2 separate regions of the Mus musculus genome follow, and region 1 is linked to region 2. A link is a contact called in public Hi-C data. All regions are on one chromosome and are shown on one strand. The core of a region is the stretch at or near the end of the contact, and the rest is flanking DNA. Distances in the headings are between cores, read along the strand shown.

Evidence for each region. Hi-C and Micro-C count contacts between places; a contact is called where the count stands out from the background.
Region 1: a contact with region 2 is called in a Hi-C map of cortical glia, with 4 times the contacts expected there. The contact joins two enhancer-like sites. A contact is called at or near these places in 1 of 15 datasets of contacts at CTCF or cohesin (stem cell-derived epiblast-like cells), 20 of 484 Hi-C or Micro-C datasets (the AML12 cell line, the AtT-20 cell line, the C2C12 cell line and 13 more) and 2 of 115 datasets of contacts at active chromatin or transcription factors (extraembryonic endoderm stem cells and neural progenitor cells).

Annotation. Positions count from the first base shown.
Region 1 is chr17:90,766,594-90,770,139 of GRCm38.p6, forward strand. The region is part of intron 5 of Nrxn1 (neurexin I); the gene reads right to left. Among named protein-coding and RNA genes, the nearest start is that of 4930480K15Rik, 93 kb to the right of the region's middle. Within about 2 kb of position 1,833, at least 36 of the 459 cell types and tissues checked have an H3K27ac peak or open chromatin away from gene starts, as enhancers often do. A contact at or near this core is called in cortical glia and neural progenitor cells, where this site is marked.
Region 2 is chr17:90,627,271-90,630,710 of GRCm38.p6, forward strand. It overlaps Nrxn1 (neurexin I), which reads right to left. Exons shown (of 23, transcript NM_020252.3): 10 at 2,615-2,998. Among named protein-coding and RNA genes, the nearest start is that of Gm32337, 170 kb to the left of the region's middle. Within about 2 kb of position 1,386, at least 33 of the 459 cell types and tissues checked have an H3K27ac peak or open chromatin away from gene starts, as enhancers often do. A contact at or near this core is called in cortical glia and neural progenitor cells, where this site is marked.

The sequences.
Region 1 (3,546 bases), core at 583-3,082, 140 kb after region 2:
GGCGGGAGAGAGGGGCCAGTCTGGGCGTCCTGGTATGTCTTCCCTATCTTATCTCTATAACTAGTAGGCTCCTGGGATGACTTTACAGCCTTTGTTCTTTGCCCTAGGCCCCAAAGCCCACCTAACTAACTGACACAAGCCACATGAGTCTTGGACCTTGAATTTTAATTTTCTTTCAGTGACACACTTTACAGTGTCACAATCACATCTTTCCTTTCACTCTTCCTTCTCTGAGTAATCAATGCTTCTACTCTTACTTTTTAAAACTATTAGTATACAGAGAAAAAGTTTCCATCATATATCTTCCCTGTCCAGCCCCACTTACCCCTATTCTAGTAAGGTACCTGCAGCTGCTATTTTCCTGTCCTCCTCCTCCTTCTCACTCTGACCTTCCAGAGATGCTTCAGGGAAATTCAAAAATAAATGTTAGCATTGACTTTCTTCCCACATGTGGGAAAACACTTTACATAATATACTTTTATCAAAGGATAACAATATTTAGGACCACTTTATAGGCTGGGATGCTGAATCTCAACAAAGCTAAAATCTTTGTCTAGCTACATTCCTACTTTTTGGATTTCATTCCCTCATTTTTTATTCTATTTTGTCTTTATCTTTTAATTCTCATAGCAATTACTTGCCTAGAGTAGTGTCCTTATTGTCTGCAGCATCAAGCTTACTAATTGTGACATCACAAGAAAATGAAAAACCATGGATCCAACCTAGCTCAGGCATGCATTCAGCACTTGTACAATATTCATGCCCTTCCAAGTTGGGTTGCCAACTGTAATTTTGAACCCTCTAACAAAAGTCAGGTTTTTTCAACTCTTTCTTCTTTTCGGTACTTATCGTGTATGCTTGGCAGTCTTTTGATGCACAAAATCACACAATATAACACAGTGTTTGTTCATTGTTGCTGTTACAGTTACTTTTGCATTGTTCAAAATAATCACATGGTTATTTTCAGAATTCTCTATTGTTTCTAATTGAATGCCTCTTTCAAAATACTGAAAAGGTCAGCTTTGGAACTTTGGGAAGGTCGTGAAACACTTGCTGCTCTGGGAGGGAGAGGCAGGTTAACATTTCTCAGACAACAGGGAGGAACCGACTGCAGGTGGGGAAACATTTCGCAGGATGGACTCTTGCCTACCTTCAGATAAGGGAAGTACTTGTCACCTCGTCCCCTAAAGACCAATCAGTTTAAAGGGTGCATTGTTCCACCAATCATATTGTGCCCCATTGCTGATGCTCTATTCTCCCCCTGGAAACCATATAAAAACTCGCTGACCAGTGCTAGTGGTCACCGCCTCTCCTTCGGGTCTGGGATGACCCCAGTGCACTGGAACAATATATTCCTCTTTCTTTTTGCATCGATCCCGGCACCACGTGCTTCACTCAGCGGGGCCCCTGGTGAGCTAAGGCTCCTAGGAGTCTTACTATACCTTTTTAAAATTCTCTCTTAGTAAAAAGGTATAACTAAGAGATAACAGTTAAATCTCCACAAAGAATTAAAAGGAAAGATCCCAAAACAAAAGCAAAAAAAAAAAAATAATAATAAATAAAAGCTGGTGACAATGTCAACACTCCCAGGGGCTTTATCAAAGTCCTCTACTGAGTTAGGATTACTAACTCAGTTTCATTTAATTGTAAATAAGGTAGCTTTTACAGCACAGCAAATTAGTGGTAGGCAGGAAATTCTTCACAAGGACAAACAAAAGAATGGCCCTGTTCCCCCAGGGCAGGCTACTGAGAAACCAGTGAAATACCACAGTATGAGACTGTGGGGCTGAAAAATGTAGCTGTCAAGAAGCTGAATTCCCATTAACAAAAAGAGAGAGTATTTGGATTGCTGCAGTCCTAGACTCAACGCAGACTAGCTTCTGCACCAAGGAGATCCAACTGTCCAGATGGCAATTAAAGCAAAAAAAGACTGACCTGAGCTCAAAAGCACCCTTTCAGGAGAGGACAAAAACACAAAGAAGAAAAGGCTGTGTTAGTATCATTTTCTTCAAGACTCATTCAGGACTCACAGCATGTTTGGTCTGTCTTACTTCAAGTCTGTTTTGGTGATTGCTATCTAATCAAGTAGGCTCTGTCTCTATTTCAAGACACACCATGTATCTTTAAAAGGACATAAAGTTATACTAAATTAAATTGCGTGACATTTTTTGTGGTATTTATAATGTGATGTTGGTCTTTGAATTTATCCTTGCATAGGATAAGTAAGCAGGCTACACCAAGGAACCCAATTTCAGTCCTTAAATCCTTCAGCAGCTGAAATTTGGGATGTTTCTTTTCTTGTTCTTTGCCTGGGTTTGTGGTACTGTGGCTCAACCTGAGTGGTTTCATGTGATGGAAAATCGCTCCACAGTGGTCACCATAGGAAGTCAGAGAGTCCCACTGCTAGGACAGGAGGCCTTGTTAGAGTAAATGTGGCTTAGTTGGAGGAAGTTTGTCAGTAGGGCACCCCCTACTTTGAGATTTCAGTGTCTCTGTTTTCTTCCTCCTTCCTGTGGGGATCCCCAGTGTAGAACTCTTAGCTACCTTTCCAGTGCCGCACGTGCCTGACCTCTTGCCTGCTTTCCACCATGATAATTGACTAAATCTCTGACCTAAAAGCCAGCCCCAATTAAGTGTTTTCCCTTATAAGATTTGCTATCATGGTGTTTCTTTACAGCAATAGAAACCTGAACTAAGACACTTTATGACGGAACTATATTCCCATTCTACGCTAAATTTTGTTATAGGAATTAATAATGCTCCTAGAGTTATTGCTTTCATCTTATAAATCCTATATAATTTAGGGGCATTTCCCAACAAGTAAACTCAAATAAAATGAATAATAAACTTGCCTAAAGTCATATACTTGGTAGGTGATTGAATTAGCTACTTTTTGGTTAATATTTGACATGATTAAAATGAAGCTTATTGGAGGAAGAATCTATTTTGCCTCACTGTTTGAGGAGACTGACTCTCAGGATGAAAAGGCCATAGCAGGGTTCCAGGTAGCAGAAGCATGGCACTAAGACATCTCTAAGACCAGAAACCCTCATCTGCTCTTCTAAATTTCCTCCTCCTCCTCCTCCTCCTCCTCCTCCTCCTCCTCCTCCTCCTCCTCCTCCTCCTCCTCCCCCTCCCCCCTGCTTCTTCTCTCCCTCTTCTTCTTCCTTAAGAATTAATTTTATATTCAGAAGTACACTCCTATTACAGATGGTTGTGAGCCACCATGAGGTTGGTGGATATTGAACTCAGGACCTCTGGAAGAAAAATCAGTGCTCTTAACTGATGAGCTATCTCTCCAGCCCCCAAGTTACCACTTCTGATTCACTCTGAGACCTCTAGTCCAATAGATGGTGTGGCCCTCCTCAGTTAGCCTTGCCTAGAAACTCCCCCAGAGACATCCCGTGAGATGTACCACATGGGTGATTCCAAAATCCCACAATGCTGACAGTGACTACTGTTCACCATACTACTCTATCCCGAATTCAAATTTAGAGTCTGAAATTTACACTTTAAGAGTCAGGTGCACTTCAGCACAACAGAACA
Region 2 (3,440 bases), core at 136-2,635:
GGTTGGAGTCTAGAACTTTCAAATAAATGTAAGACAACATTCTGACATTTGAAGGTTATGCTATTAGGCAGCATCTTTTAACATTTGCAAAAAAGTATTTTATCATTTGGAACATCAAAAGAGAGTCCTTCCGTAGGATAATTCCAAGACATTTCTTCCCAGCAGGGAAGGAAAAAGTTTCAACTTTGTCGTCTCTATATCCTTCTCCCTTGTCATTAGATTTGATAAATTTGCTTTCTGCAGTATTCCTGGTTTCAGCCTAAAGTGTACACCTGTGCTGAGTTTTGCTGAAAGGCAGTCACATATTGTGATCAACGATGAAAATCAGACAGGGAGCCAAATTATATTGCTCTGAAATCTGTCCCTCCATCTGTTAGAATGTTAACAAACAAGTATGAAGTGGACCTCTGGTGGCACCAGTGCTCTTATTTCACATTATCTCTGAGAATAATTTTTATGTGATCTAACCTTCAAAACTCATTACATTAAAAAACACATAAAGAAAATGCAATAGTTAATATCTATGCAAGACACCATTTCTGCAATAGCCTTTCTTAGATCATCAATATGTATAGAAAAATACTATCTTCCTCTGTAAGTCACAGAGATTTTTGTGATGTATTTTTCTTTGCTTTCATAATGTGGAATTAAGCATAACTGCAGTATCATTCTATGATGTGGCATATATAGACTGAACCACATTCTAACAATTTATTTTTAACGTTAAAACAGAAACTTTATATGTGTGATTTTATTTCACGAATTGACAGTGAACTTTCATGATTAACAACCTAGTTTGGTGTGATTGTATCTGGAGAGGATACAGAGTTGAACATTTCCTCTGGAATTTGAAACTCAAAGGTCCAGGGACGATCTTGTTTTTGCTGAACTAGGGCACAGCGGAGACCTGGACAGAAGGCACATTATTCTGTGGTGTTGAGCCTGGCAACCATCTTATAACACTCTTGCTCTCAGGATATGCAGAGTCATGTGGATAAAACATCAGTCTAGAAGAGAAATATCTTCTTGCAATATGCTGTTTTAGTTCAGAACAAAAATAATATGATACCACTATTTTATTCTCAAGTAATGACTAACTTAGAGACAAAGAGATCTGCAGGAATGTCTAGCTAACCATAAATCAAAACTGTATGTTAAATCCTAGTGATGATGCTTGCTATTACACTTTTATTTGAGATCTGTATATGATTTCCATCTCTACATCTAATTACTGCAGGATATAAATATTCCCTTTCTTCTCTTCTGACTCAGAAAGCTCTAACATTTTTATTTTCATTTTGCCAGAAGTAGTAGCAGGATATTGCCACAGGGTGGTACACCATGCATATTTAACTGGCTGCTTTTGCAATTCATTTGGCAGTAGAGTTACACACTTTCTCTAGCTGCACTTAACCAAGAGGCACCGGATAACTGGCATGTTTTTGAGTGATTAAAATTGAAACCAAATTTTAATTCACAGACGTCTGCTAATCTCACATTGTGCCTAACTGTATTTTACTGTGTGAGCTATGTCATTTGTTCCTCTCTCTTGGCAGTTTTCCAAAACAAAATAAACAAACTAATTAGTAAAGAGAAGGCAAAGAGGAATTTATAAAGAGTATACTCATACAAGCTAAAGGATGACAAATCAGCTAGGCTCAAATGTTAATTCCCAGTTATTTCAGTAGTCCTATAAGGGGAATGACTACGTTTACATGTTGTGAAGCAATCTATTGACCTCTCTAGTTTAATTTCTGACATAATAATGATGGTATTTTGGTACATGGATTAATGTATAATTATGCTATTTTGTTAGTATTAGTGTTGGCAATCATGCTGACAAGCTAATGTATTTAAGATTAACAACAACAACAACAACAAAAAACAACCAAAATCACTGAATCACTGTTTATAAATGCCTACCTTGTCCTTTTAAACTTTTAGGTTAAATTAGAACTATTTTTAAGGTTGAAGAAAACCAAGTAACTGTGCATGGCTTTAGGAGAAGTGCATGGTAATGGTTAGGTTGAGTCCCTCAAGGACAGATGCTATTTGTACCATGAGAGGTTGATGGAGCAACTCATCGATATTTTTTTCCATATTGATTTTTAGTTTTATTATAGAAAATAAGTGACAATGAGTGTAGTCACTAAACCATTGATTTAAAGTCATGGGTTGATTGATGGCTATGCTTGCTAGCCTTTGTTTTTCTGTGAGCAGGGGTCTTTACAGACTGGCTGTTTACATAATCCTCATTCTGTTTTCAACACTCATCCCTCTCCTGGCAAAAAGAGAGGACGAGAAAATCAGGTACCTTTATATTTTTCTGAGGGGTTTGACTATACATAGTCTGCAGAGAAAAAAATTAGATATGTAGGTACAACCGTGAGCAGTTGAAAACCAGACAGAAGAAGCATCCACTGTGAGTCAGACATCTCATCACACTTTCAGAGCAGTGGACACACTTAACCAAGCCATTTGAAAATTATTAAAGGTGCTTCACTTATGGCCGGTCTTGGGATGTGGACTACAGGTTACTTCGCGAGAAGCTGCTATGTTTCTGTTAGTAAATGTTTCTTGCAGGGGACTAGTTGCTAGAATTTGGAAAGCCTACCTCTCTCACAGGACCTGCCGAGATAGCCTGTTCCGGAGCAATCGCAGACGTATCTGTTCCAGCCATCTCTGCACATGCCATTGTTTTTGCAAGGATTGCTAAGGCACGGTTTTGCTGTCTCTTTTGAGCAGGATGGCTTCACTCCAGCAGTGCTCTGAATTTCCGCCATCTGCCGGATGTCTTTGCTCTGGCCATCAATAAATAGGTCCCGGATGCAGCCCACGTAGCCGTAGTTGAGCAGAGCAGTCCACACCTCGGTAGGGAAGACTAGGCCAGCCTTATTTTCTGGCAAGCCACCCAGGTACAACTCATCATCTAGGTCCAGGATCTCACTCTCACCGGGAGCTGTGTAGGGAGTGCGTAGTGTGTTGACAGAAATGGTACCTGTTACAAAGACAAGAGAATATGAAGTTGTTTAGGCATGCAATGAGCTCTGGTTCTCTCCTTTCCCTCTCTTCAGTAGAGTGTCTTAAGACACATTTCTATTTTTATACTTTTTTATTATTTTAAATTAAAATATAATTACATAATTTCCCCTTTGTTTTCCCTCCCTCAAAACCCAACCATATACTTCTCCTTGCCCTGTTTCAAAATCATGGCTTTTTAAAATATTTAATTATTTCTACATACAGATATGTATAGTCATTTCTTTTTTTATTTCAATGTTTAATACTTCCAAGTAAAATGAAGTCATCTATGGGATTATATATCTTTAGAAATAAACAAATTACAATTAATGTGGTCCTATTTGATTCCATAAAAACCACAGTATATACACAACTAATAGTAGTGTCATCTTTAAACAATAAAAAAGTGGACATTTTCT